Linked DNA regions of Rattus norvegicus: region 2 is linked to region 1. Evidence: chromatin contacts called from public Hi-C data. All regions are on one chromosome and are shown on one strand. Each heading gives the region's core, a stretch centred on a gene start, on an enhancer-like site or on the middle of the called end of the contact. The rest is flanking DNA. Distances are from core to core; before and after follow the strand shown. Region 1 has its middle 39 kb from the start of Trnap-ggg1. Region 2 has its middle 260 kb from the start of Trnap-ggg1.

Region 1 (6,839 bases), core at 1,577-4,076:
GGGAAGTTCAGACAACAAGCTCTGGAGTGTTCACCAAGATAAAACTCACTGAAGTATCTGGATGTCTAAATATATTTTTTAAACTTTATAACCTTCTACCTTCTGTCTCAAGGCTGTTATTTCAGTGCTACCTTTGTTGAAGACTGTCTTTTTAAGTGCTGATGTTATAATCAAAGTCTCAGGGTACCACGGAAACCATTCTTTCACCCTAGCTATACAGGTTGGTTTCGCTAGTACCAGGGATACCTGTGGGGGTGATTATAACACAGCATCACAATTTGTCTGTCTCCATACACTCCCGTGCTGACTACTAGTGTTAAGAGAATAGCATTTAGAAGTCCCTATTCACAAGAAATGGGATGCTCTTCAGAGTGATCTCTACAGCATCCCTGTGAAGCAGCTTAGAAGATAACCTGATCTGCATTTTCTAATGAAACACTGCTGTTCACTGAATCACAATGTGAAGCTAGTTCCCAGAAGTCAGAGCTTTCGATTCTGGGATTAATATTCACTCCATTTAGAGTAACTCAAGGGAAATGAGATAAAAAACATGATTTCATCATCATCTTCCAATATTGTAACTGTCTTTACATTACTGACAGATCTCTCTCTCTCTCTCTCTCTCTCTCCTTTCTTCCCTCCCTCCCTCTCTCCTTCCCTTCCTTCCTTTCTGTCTTTTTTTTTCTTTTAAAGAAATGCTATCTCTTCCTTCTAAACTTAAGTGGTAAAGGTGAGACCTAAAGCCCAAAATAATATCATTGTCGCAACAGCAAAACCTAGTATTCCAGAGACGTGTGGATGCTGTGCTCCCATCAGATATGAGTGTTCTTAACTTTGTCCTACTTGCCTCTGTTTTAGAGATAAAATTCTGCATACATAAGAGTGAAGTAGTCAGTGCTTTGTCACACAGGTCAAGTTAAAGACAAGGAAAAGGAGAGCGAGGTGTAGCTTATGCACACATTATCGGAACGTTCTTTCTCCTCTATTACATCTTCAAATCGAGTGCTATTAATGCCTAGAATTAGTAACCTCAAGAGACAGCCTGTGCTAGATAGGGATTCTGCTCCCAAGGTACGGCATGATTATGTTGTGAGATATTTGCAGAGAGGTTTATTTTGGGCTGGGTGAAATTAGCTTCTTTGTTTACAAGAATACCATCTCACTGATCAAGTTAAAGTACATGCCTAATAACCAGCATTTCTTAGGCTTTTATGTTGCCCTTAATTAGACTCTTCAAAGTTAATTAGGGGAATGGAGAGTACTTTTTGTTCTTTTAAGTCCCCTTTAACAGATTTTTTCACATAAAGTGTTCTCACACTTGTGGGTAGTTTAGCTTCTGCTCTAAACCTACTGGGTGGTTAACTGTTTACCGGGTAACTAACTTGTCCTTGCTTTCGTAGCTTTATTATCCAAAGTGCTCTTGATGTTTACCTCCCTAACTTTTCATTCACTCTACAATTTATATTTAGATATAAAATATTACATTATTCTTTAACATTTTGTTTGAGGTCCAGAAATGATCAAAACCAGAGTTTTGGAACAGGAATATGCAGAAAGACCAGGACAGTATTGACAGCAGGCAGTTAAAAACAAAACAAAGGCAAAACCCCAAACCCAAAACCCAAACCAATGAGTTTCCAGAACTACATGCCTCAGTAATTAGGCAACGTGTTGATGGTATAGGATGTAACAATTTTTATTTGAATTAAGGTAAAAATCAGTGATCTCACTTCAATACCTATTATGCTTTCAAATACTTTAATAGTTTTTATTTATAAGATCTTAGACATACAGAGAATAGGAACTCAAAATAGGAAGCTAATCTCAAGAAAGTGGGTTTGCAGCCATGGTGCCCATCTGCTCTGAACCACTAATAGTAATAGGAGACCATTAGAGGGGAAGCAAGTAGATGCGAAATAGTCTTTGCATTAGAGCCGGAGCCTGTCACTCTTCTGGCAACCCTGCCGAGAGCTACACATCAAAGCCACCACACTGAGCTAATAGTGTCACTTATCCCACAGCCTTTACACTGTCCCATATGTAGTCACTGTGCAGGGGGTGTGCACATGAGGGTGAGAGGGGAGCTGACAATGTGCTAGAAGAAACCGTAGGAGATAAACCGACTGTGATTTATCACCTCTAATCCTTGCAATGGAAAACATTTAGGAGGAGCAAATAATTGAGGTTTTAAAGAAAAGTGCTTTTGTAAAATCCCCCCAATTTAATTAGAGATCTAAAAATGGAATAATAAAAATAATTTTAAAAAGTCATGAGAAAATCCGTAATATGTTTGTGTAATTGGAAGGAAAAAACCATGCTTTAAAGTGCTTTTGGTAAAAGGACTTAGTTTTGAGTTTATGCCTGGAAAGACGTGTGTGTGTATATGTGTGTGTGTGTGTGTGTGTGTGTGTGTGTGTGTGTGCGTATGTGTGTGTGCATATGTGTGTGTGCATATGTGTGTGTGCATATGTGTGTGTGTGCATATGTGTGTGTGTTTAAGAGAGAGAGATTTGTCAGTTTCAGAAGACAATTAGAATCATAAATATCTACATAATAAGTTGCTAAAGGAAAAATTTCTATGAAATTGAAAGCAATCAGTGATAATGTACCTATATTCTGGTTTTTGCTGCCTCTCTTTCCTGGCTAATATTGCAGATGTATTTTTTTCTTTTTTTTTTTTTTGAGGTTGCTGTTTATCTACTGATCACTGACTGGTGCATGTAGACAGGTGGGCAGTGTGGAAACTTTGTGGACAACATAAAAAGCGAGGAGCAGGACTTCTAGACTCATGAGGCAAAATGCCCCATCTCGTGCTGCCAAGTTCCCCTGCTTCCTGCCCAGGACCTGTCTCTCCCTGTATTTGGCAGACACAGTAGCCTGATATTTAGGTAGGTCTTCTCAGTAGGTAGCTTATGGTCTGAGTTGTCTGTGAATACTTCTGGAGCAACCTATAGGTTTGTTCTGGAGAAGTTGGAACACAAATAGCTGTGTTGAATCTGAACATTCCAAACATGAATAGTAAGTATAAACACTGCGTCGGAAAATAAAACACAGTCATTTCAAAGAAGTATTGCTCTGAACCAAAGTTTAAAATGAACAATCTCTAGTCCTGAAAACATCTCATGACACATTTTACTGGGTTTTAAAATTTAGACTATGATATCTGGGCTATTATATGGCATATATATGATATTGTTATACCACAGATTATGAAATCTATAGGTCTAAAACTGACAACTCACTATGATGAAACCTGTAAGTGGCTAAAAAGAAGCCTAGCACTGATAGCTCAGACTCTACACATCAGGAATCTATAGGCGCCTCTGCTTCGGCTCTTGTTCCTTGTTTAGTCTTAGTTTTTTCCAGACCATGTCAGGATTTGACTACATGGAGCAGTGTGACAAGTGATGCTTTCTCAACAAACACCAGGACACGGAAGCTTTGAAAAGCAGAGGAGGGCTAAGGAGACAGATGGCTCAATAAAATGCTTGCCACCAAAAACATGGGGACAGGAGTTCCTATTCTAGAGCCCAGCTATAATGCTATTCACAGCTGTGTGGCCATGTAACTCCTAGTACTGGGGGGAAACTGCTCTATGTCTGAACCACATTGGCTTAACTGAACAGAGAAGCTTTGCATTCAGTAAGAGAAACAGTCTCAAAATGAGGAGTCATTGAGAACAGACATCTGATGTCAAATTTTTAAGGGCTTTAGAGCTGCTTCAGTTCTTGAGAGCACTTGCTACTCCCCAAAGGGACCTGGGTTTGATTATGAGAACTGAACACTGGGCAGTTCCTAACTCCAGCCCTCTATTGGCCTCCATGAACACATGTGCACACATGCACACAGATACAGATACACATAAATACAAAAACAAGTCTTCAAAGACACCTCATCATCACTTCTGGTCTCCACACAAATATATGGCCTCATGCATATATGCACATAACCACCCTAACAAGTATGCATGACACCGTAAAAGCAGGAAGGAACAGAGAGTCTTCGGCTTTTTGCTGTAGCTCCGACCTTCTATGTGGAGCATAACATCTCATTGACCCTAGAAACATTTTTCCCTCACCCTCTTACTTCAGGTAACAGCACCAAGGTCATCCTACGCCAGAGAGTTTACTCAAATGTTCCATTGTGTTTATTATCTCTTCCCAATTTTCTAACTTAACCACTCAGTCCTATTCATTCTCCCTCTTAAGATTCTTTTTGCCTCCTATTCTGACTGCCTGGTTAAAAGAGAGCTACAAAGCTCCCTACTTATTCTTACTTCTTCGTAGTCCTCCAAAAAGTCTCCCAGTTAGAGAATGTTCACATGTGGCCTCTCAGGGAATGGTGATCAAATCATTCGCTTAATTATTTCATAGAAGACCGGATATCAGTTGGGTTTACATTCTAGTCTGTCCGAGCTTCCAGGAGACATTTCTGAAACCACAAGGTGGAGCTAGACCATACCCTAGTCCATCATCCCTTAAACCTTCTGGGTGTGGTGCTTGTCCTTCACACAGCCTCCCCAGCCCTTTCCTCTAAAACTTTCCATCTCCCAGTCTTCTTCTCCTCTCCCACATGCCCCCTACGCCACAGCCACAGGCACGTCTCACTGCCTGCTGAATATGCCACTTTTTAAAAGCTCTGCTTGTCCCAGATGCTGTTTCTTTTCCTGGCGTGCCCTTCCTTCCTTTCTATGCACGGCGAACACCCACTCGTGCAGTAGGACCTAGCTCAAATGCCATCTCTTCATGAAACCCTCTGCAGTCCTGCACAAAGCCACACTTTCCCATTCATGATCGCCCTGGCCTTTTGAGTTATCTGGGGGAGGAGGATCCTCTGGACTAATCTCTTGCCTATGAGTTCTGGGAGGGCTGCAGAACCTCTTGAATTTTTAATTTTGATCTTTAATCAAAAGTTCAGTATCTCATCTGGAGGAATGATGGTTTTCTGGGCCCTTCTGCATGTCTTCGTACAGTCTGATCTCATCCAGCCCCTTTATGGCAGCTTCAGCGTCTGTCCTCTAATTAAGGACTTGTGAAAGGGGTGGGCACAAGTGAAAAACCATGTAGAAACTTCTGGGGAGCCTTTGTCTCCCCTTTATGGCAGGCAGCAAAGTGTGTGACCAACACTCTCACTACTTTTTATTGCATTTTAGAGTATTGTCCAGAAAGGCTTTATTTTAAATTAAAAAACATCTTAATATTAAATACTTGTGAAAAAGATGTATCTTGCTTTGACATAGAGCAGTTACTTAAATATATATTCATGGATATAAATAATTATATTTATTAACTGACTAAAATTTAGCATTGAAAACGTACATGCAACTACTAGTATATAGACTGAACAGGGTGTGTTTATGTATTTAGGAATATATATTTATATATATATGCCTATACAAGTATGTATATAATGAAATTAATTTAACAGTGGCAATGATTTTTGAAAGAGAGTGAGGACAGGTTTATGATAGTATTTGGAGGAAGGAAAGGGGAAGATAAAATGATACAATTATAATCTGAAAAGTACGAGAAATAATTTAAGAAGAATTATATTTACAGTACCAGCAGTGAAAGGAGGAGTGAGTATAACACATTCAGGGATTAGGAAATCTGTTAAAGAAAAAGAAGATTGCCTTTGAAAAAGCCTTGAGGTGATTGCTGCTCCTTGGGCAATAAAGAATTGTGCTCTGCAGTACATAAATGTGAAAAATGCAGCCAATGAGCTCCAAAACTGCCGGTCTTACAAATGCTACAGTCCATGCAGCCAGCACTAGAGCATTGTGCATGCAAACCGTGGTGCACGTGCATGCTTATTTAGTGTCCTCGCTGAGTGTGAGAGGAGAAAAAGCAAAGAAGGTTAACGGTAAACATCTGCTCCAGAGTGACTCCTCATCTGTCTTCTTATCATTGCTGTACTCCCCAGGGTACCACAGGGAAGTGTAGCGTCTTAAACATTTTTCAATGAGGAGGTAATTAAGATCTAGCCAGTGTCAGTAACTTTCCCCCAAGATCTAAAGATTTGCTATTGGAAGAGCCAAATGTTAGGCACTGGTGAAAGGCCAAGTTGATCACCATAAAATTATTTTCAACCGAATTTCATCACCTTTCTGGTGTAATGTTTTAGCCCTCTGTGGGGCCATGTAGTAAGTACATATTGACACAAATGTTATCAGTCTTCCAGAAAATAACAATTTGCATAAATTCTACTTCTTATGCGCTAAGCTAAGCATTGTGATGAGCTTAAAATATATAAATTAAATAAAGGAAATATATATCCACCCATTAAGATAAGTGTGTGTGACTATATTCTGTTGGGGATGGCAAGGATGTTGCCTCCAGCATTCATGGCACACCCTTTTGGGATGGAAGCTGTTTTTGACTTTGAACATTAGGAGGTTCCACGTGTATTGATTCAATTGCTGAATTAGTTTCATTCCTCATCTTTTAATTTGTGTACTTCACACTAAAAGTCGTCTGAATCTCCACACCCAGGGTGTAATTCCTTTAGACTAGAAGATATTAAAATGCAAATCAAACTAAGACTTCTATTCAATAAACAAGCAAATACATGAGGGAACAAAACTTCTATCAATGTGAGTTTCATATTTAATTTGCTGAGGACTTCTCTTCATCTCCAACACGAGTTGGGACATCATGGAGGAAAGAACAAAAATCCCATAAGACACATGTTCATGCAAAGGGGACTTTGGGGGCTATTTAGAATCTCAGCCAGTTCCTCAATATTCAGAAATTTGACTTACTGGTTCATTCAGATTTGTTCATGGCTACTGACAGAATGGTAATTCTGAAAACATAGACTTCTTAAGGGGGAACAGGCAG
Region 2 (6,839 bases), core at 2,009-4,508, 300 kb after region 1:
CCCGCCATTCCTGCTACACATGTGTCCCTTTGGTATAGTTGAGCATCTTTTGGGTATATGCCCAGGAGTGCTATAGCTTGGTCTTCAGGTAGACCTATTTCCAGTTTTCTGATGAACCCCAAGAATGATTTCCAGAGTTGTTGTACCAGTTTGCAATCCCAGCACTAATAAAGGAGTGTTATTCTTTCTCCACGCCCTCTCCAACATGTGCTGTCACTTGATTTTTGAATTTAGCTATTCTGATTGTTGCAAGGTAGAATCTCAGGGTCATTTTGATTTGATTTGCATTTCTGTCATCAGTAAAAACTTGAATAATTTCTTTAAGTGAATCTCTGCCATTTCAGATTCATCAGTTGTGAACACTCTACTTAGCCCTGCATCCCATTTTTAAATTGGGTTCTTTGGTTTTTTGGAGGTTAGCTTCTTGAGTTCTTTGTATATTTTGGATATAGTCCTCTATCAGATGTGGGGTTAGTGAGGATTTTTTCCCAATCTGTAGGTTGCTATTTGTCCTATTGACTGTGTCTTTTGCCTTACAGAATTTTTTCTGTTTCATGAGATCTCATTTATCGATTATTGATCTTAGAGCCTGAGCCATTGGAGTTCTGTTTAGAAAATTTCCCCCTGTGCCAATGAGTTCTAGGCTCTTTCCCACTTTATCTTCTATTAGATTCAGTGTATCTGTATTTATGTTGAGGTCCTTGATCCACTTGAGCTTGAGCTTTGTGAAAGGTGACAAATATGGATCTGTTTTCATTTTTCTACATACAGACAGCCATTTAGATTAGCACCATTTATTGAAGATGCTTTCTTTTTTCCATGGTCTATTTTCGGATTCTTTGTCACAGATCAAGTCTCCATAGGTATGTGGGTTTATTTCTCGGTCTTCCATTCTATTTCATTGATGAACCTGTCTGTCTCTGTACCAATGCGTGCACTTTTTACCAGCATTCCTCTGTAATACAGCGTGAGGTCAGGAATGGTGATTCCCAAGCATTTCTTTTATTACTAGGAATTGTTTTTGCTATCCTAGCTTTTGTTTTTTTCATATGAAATTGAGAATTGCTCTTTCCATGTCTGTGAAGAATTGTGTTGAACTTTTGGTGGGAATTACATTGAATCTGTAGATTACTTTTGGTAGGATGACCATTTTTCTATGTTAATCCTACCAACCCATGAGCATGGGAGATCTTTCCATCTTCTAAGGTCTTCTCCAACTTTTTTCTTGAGAGACTTAAAGATCTTGTCATACAGGTCTTTCACTTGTTTGGTTAGAGTTACATCACGGTATTTTATATTATTAGTGCCTATTATTTAGGGTGTTGCTTCCCTATTTTCTTACTCAGTCCATCTATCATTTGTATAAAGGAAGGCTACTGATTTTTTGAGTTGATATTATATATAGCCACTTTGCCGAAGTTGTTTATTAGCCATAGATGTTCTCTGGTAGAATTTTTGGTGTTGCTTATATATACTATCAGATCATCAGTGAATAGTGATACCTTGACTTCTTCCTCGCCAATTTCTTTCCCCTTGATCTCTTTTTGTTGTCTTACTGCTCTAGCTAGAACTTTGGGTATTATATTGAATAGATATGGAGAGAGTGGGCAGCCTTATCTAGTCCCTGATTATAGTGGGATTGCTTCAAATACCTTTCCATTTAACTTGATATTGGCTGCTGTTTTGTGGGTGGATTTACACTTAATATAAAGTACATAAAATAAGAAAGACTAAAGAGGTAGGGAGAGAAAGCACTGCCGTCTGAGGGAATGGAAGAACACAGTTCCTAGGGAAGGAGATTTCTCTGGACCTGGGTTTCAGGTGTGATTTATGTATAAGACTTTGAGTCTGTGTGCAGCCTATAATTTGGCTCTGACTATCACATTAAAATTGCCTTCATTTAATCCTCTTAGAGATTTAAGTTTGAGATCACTTTTTCATAAAAGAATATAGTTCAAAATGGAAAACAAAAATTGGAGGCAAAGGGTAATTATATCCCCCAAATTAAAACTCAAGTAATGGTAATAAAAATTAAAAGATGTGAAATAGTCATGAAAACTGATTTACACAGTTGAGAGGAAGTGGGCTGGACCTGGATCTTTGGAGTTAGATATGGTTGATGAATTAAGATACATTCTATACGTGAGGGAGCTAAACTTGAAAGTTGTGTCTTGCCCCCAAATCGCATTTCTAAGAGAGAAGGTGAGGGGCAAAATATTGCTTGTTTATCATATGTCATATAAAGAGCATTCCCATACATTTTATACATTGTATTTTACACATTTATACGTGGTAGGATGAGGTTTATTTATTAATGTACCAATTTATAAAGGGTTTTATTTTTCTCATATATTTCAAAATTCAGGGTCAGGTCTCTTGACATCATGACACAGTTCAATAATATCAAACTTCAGATCTCTAAGGCAGACATCTTTACATGTCACCACTAAAGCTTCAGAACTTAACAATCCTATGACATCACTGTTTAACTTAGAAGTCTTATTTTACAGTGGGATATTAATCTCTCTCTCCAAAGCGATACTTCAGACTCCAGCAACCTGCAAAGAAAAGTTCTTAGGCATGGCTAATGGCAAGGGAATCCTTAAATTTCTTCAAAATCCTTATTTTGTACAATAGTTGAAAGAATAGCCTTAAAAAAGATGTGAGCAGTCCAAATATTTCCTTCAAATGGGAGGGCCTTATATATTTCACTCTTGCTTCTGGCCAACCATATCCTCTTGGACTTTCAAGAAATGACTCAACTGTCCTGCTGCCTAATTTAGAATTCTGTAGCATAAACCCTCTGAATGAAGTATGTCTGGTGGATGGTATCTTGCTTCCAATCTACTTGGTGCCTCAAACTGCAGTGTGTCTAGAAATACTAGTCTGTGCTACTAGAGCAGAAATCTTAAAGAGCCATGCAAATTGGATCCACCCGGCCTTTAACTTGGGCCAAGTCTTCCACAGTATGTGCCGACACATTCTTACTTGACTTGACTGCATAATAGAGATAATTATAAGCACTTACTTATCTCACAGGGGTCTACTGAAGATTAATTAGTTAATGTTGGCAGACCAAAGGTGCAATATATGTGCTAAGTATTATTATTATTACTGTGCCACTTATCTTTAAAGAATGTTGTTTCGAAAGTCATAGTGCCTATGAGCCATCTGCTCACAGCAGCCTTTACCATCTCCCTACTCAGAGACTGAATCCGGTATCTGAATAAATAGATGTGCTCGAAAAAAATCTATCACACCTCCATCTGTGCTTGTGGAATATGAATTCAGACACAGGCAGAGATGCAAATCGATCACAAGTGAAGAGGCTTCCACAGCCTCAGAGTTACATTTCGAGATGGTGCTCTAATATCCCTGTTCTCCACTTCTGAATCCGCTCACAAACGAGGTGATGCTTCCCCGAACTTATTCTTCTGCCTCAGAAATAGAGTGTCACATTAGAGCCTGAAGCTGCCTTCTCCTTTTGTTCCCAGGAAGTTAAGAGAGAAAAACCTCTCCAGAACACGTTCAAAGCTGATCTTCTGCTGAAATTAGCTCTGTGATTTTCAAGCTTTAGATATTAGTATAATTATCAGAAGCTAATGAGATTTTAAAGGTTTCTATAAGAAATCATGATTTTGAAACTGCCATTCTGCCATAATTATAACTAGGTTACAGACAACATGACATGATCTATGACCCATTTTTACTAATGACTGAAGAATGGAGATATAGCATTCCTTTCCTAACATGATAGGGCATTCCTTACTCCTGGGAAAGTTTGAAAATCAGAGAGATTTAAACCTTGAACTGAAACTATTCAAATGTCCCAGAGACATCACTATTGTAATATAAATAACCATTCATTGGTTCATAAGTAGTTACTGGTATCACAATGATGACTGATAGTTAGGTAGTTCAGTGGAATTATTCTTTCTGTCCACCATACTTCTCTATTATCCTTGAGACAGTACAAAGAGAAAATTCTTGTTGCATCTGAAACTTACCTCATTTCTTTCATATCTTCCTCAGAACTCCAGCGTACATTTGGTTTTGTTTTATCTAATATATGCATAAATTTCCTATCTAACCCAGAGTACTCCACAACAGTATTATGGTGGCTACAGATATAATGAAGTGATTCATTAAATCTCTTGGATTTCTTACATGCATAATTTGATCTCATGGAAGACACAAGTCATATTTGAACTCAATTCATCTCATCTAAATTATGTATCCACCTTATGAATTGCCTAGGTTTTATGGCTATAAGGATAAATCAAGTATCACACCTGGTTTCATCTCAAGAAGATAAATGCATACCTAAATATATTAAAATGGTAAGTTTCATATTAGCCAATTTGAGCAAGTCCTGAGAGAGTGCTCGAGGGAGAGAATAAGTTTTTGGAGAGTCAGGAAGGAGTTTGTAAGAGAATGATAATATTTGTATCAGTCCAAGAAAGTTGAAAACTCCTTTATGAAAGAAAGGGTGTAGAAGAATTACTGTAGCCTAACCCTACACTTTGAAGTGCATGTGCACATACTTGAGATATTTGTCCTCACATACAAACAATAAGACTAGACATCCTTTATATTTTTTTAAAAAAACTTTAAAATATTTATTTCATCTCAAATGCAAGACCCCTTGACCTTGTTTCTGTTATTGTGGATATATCTTTCTCACATTTCTGTAAGTTCATTTTTGTTATACTTGGTGTTCATTCCACTTGTCCTTGTTCCCAGCTGAACAGTAATCCAAATGGTGGTTCCGAAATGTTTTCATTGACCTCATAGAAGACATTTATGTGTTTCAAGCAGATAATGCTACAGGAAAAATACAAGATTGGAAGTTCAGGATATGTATGACTGAACCCGAGCTTTCTCTGGTTGAGTCAAACCTCTCGGTTTCCTAGTGCACTGGACATTTGCTAGAATGATGTCACCAGCCTCATTTAGCAGTGACACTGTGAAAGAGCAAAAGTAATCGTACACTAGCAGAATTTGCCAAGCCCAGAGAGAACACTAATTATAGACAGGGTGTGCACACAAATAGACTGAATCCCCAAACAACCATGCCATCGTTTCTTCTTAGGGAAGATGATCTAATCTGTTATTCTCTGGACCTTTGTTATCCATATTTTATGGAATTGTTCTTTGAACATTTTTATATGCTTCCTGATTAGTAGTTTGTTATCACAAAGCAAATACCAATATAAGTGGCTAAAATCTTGGTGACTATAGGACTTGATTTCCTTTACCAAATCAGAGGATCCTGTCAGTGATCTGAGCATACACGATGTGATAGAGAGTCAGTTTTAGCTACATGTGCTGATCTCTAATGGCCCTAACGTTATTGGATATCCTACATGTCTGAAAGTCTTCGGCCCATCATGAAAAAGACTGTGATGGAGTGGAATTGGCTCAGAAGGCTTGCAACATGACAACTTATGCAATGACTCTTCTCTAGACTATAAAAAGGAGTCTGGACTCAGGGCTGTAAATTTGGCACTGTCCATAAGTTCTAAATTGACTTTTAAATGAATGAGGTAATGGCATACTCAGACAGAAGGCTCATCCATTATAGAAATTCACCTCCAGTTGTTCATTCTTTGGGTAAGGGTTAGGAAGTAGTACTAGGTAAAACTTGGAGAGTTACTTGTTTACCAAGTCTGACTGATACATTAATTAACTGTCACAGAGTTATAGAGTTCCTAGAAACTAAATTTAAAAAGCCTCCCTAAACAAGTGTCATGGCTTCATATTTTTCAAAATTAACTGTTTGATCTAGTTAGCACCTCTCATTCTGTTGGTATCGTCCACTTAAAAACAACTTTCTATAAGGGGATAAGGAGTGAAATTGAAGCAAATTACACATATGGCAAAGCTCTCTATTTATGTAAGGGAATAAGAGGCAGAAAACAGAGAGAAAGGAAATTTGGAAGAAAAGAGACAGTGCGAACTAACAAACAAGATGGCTCTTTGGTAGACCCTAAAAATCCTCAGTCGGGTCATTAACAACAAAAGCAAATTAAAGAATATTTTTTAAAAAAGTCTTTCAAGATGCATCCAGCTAATGAGAACCCACATGCTTCTCTGGGTTTTTGCATGTTGGTTAGGGCCTGCTCAGTGAGTCGAAACTCGATTAAGTTGCATGTACATTCTATTCTCTTGTTATTATAGCTTTTAGAATTTACTTTTAGATCTGTTGGGACCTCTAACCATTATCTGGCCCAAAGATACTGCTCTTCTAATACCACAAAGGTAATCTCTTTTGTATAATCCTAACAAACCTCTAAATGTCTTGGAATCTGTATTCAGTAGTAATATGTTAGAGGGTATTCTTCACAAGTGCATTGTAAAGGTGCTGCTCAGAAGTCAGTGTTGCCATCAAGAAATTGAGGCTTTAAGAGGTAGAGAACCGTGCCAGAGAAGGTGGTATAACCAGCTCCAAACTGACAATCTGGATGACCTCAGTGTTCTTTCCTCTAAATGACATACGTACTATTACTTTTTATTTATTGAGATCATAATACAATTACAGAATTTCTCCATTACCTTTTCTCCCTCTGTACCCTCTTATACACACCCCTCTGCTCCCTTTCAAATTCATGACTTCATTTTCATGACATCATATCATGCATATATGTAAACCTATGTACATATACATTCCTAACCACAACTGCCACAACCTATATAATGCTACTTGTTTATATATTTTTTTCAGACTAATCACTTGGTACTGGAGAACAAATTGTTGTGCTTTTCCCTGCAAGAAACTTTAATTTTCTGCTACCTGCAATTCTGTGTAGGGTTGAGACTTCCCAGGCTTTTCCCAGTCC

Evidence for each region. A called contact is a pair of places that touch in the nucleus more often than the background predicts.
Region 2: a Hi-C map of frontal cortex shows a contact between it and region 1, with 2.2 times the contacts expected there. The contact joins two enhancer-like sites. A contact is called at or near these places in 2 of 12 Hi-C or Micro-C datasets (frontal cortex and prefrontal cortex).

What each region holds. Positions count from the first base shown.
Region 1 is chr2:14,348,870-14,355,708 of GRCr8, forward strand. No RefSeq gene overlaps it. Among named protein-coding and RNA genes, the nearest start is that of Trnap-ggg1, 39 kb to the right of the region's middle. Within about 2 kb of position 2,827, at least 3 of the 93 cell types and tissues checked have an H3K27ac peak or open chromatin away from gene starts, as enhancers often do.
Region 2 is chr2:14,651,658-14,658,496 of GRCr8, forward strand. No RefSeq gene overlaps it. Among named protein-coding and RNA genes, the nearest start is that of Trnap-ggg1, 260 kb to the left of the region's middle. Within about 2 kb of position 3,259, at least 8 of the 93 cell types and tissues checked have an H3K27ac peak or open chromatin away from gene starts, as enhancers often do.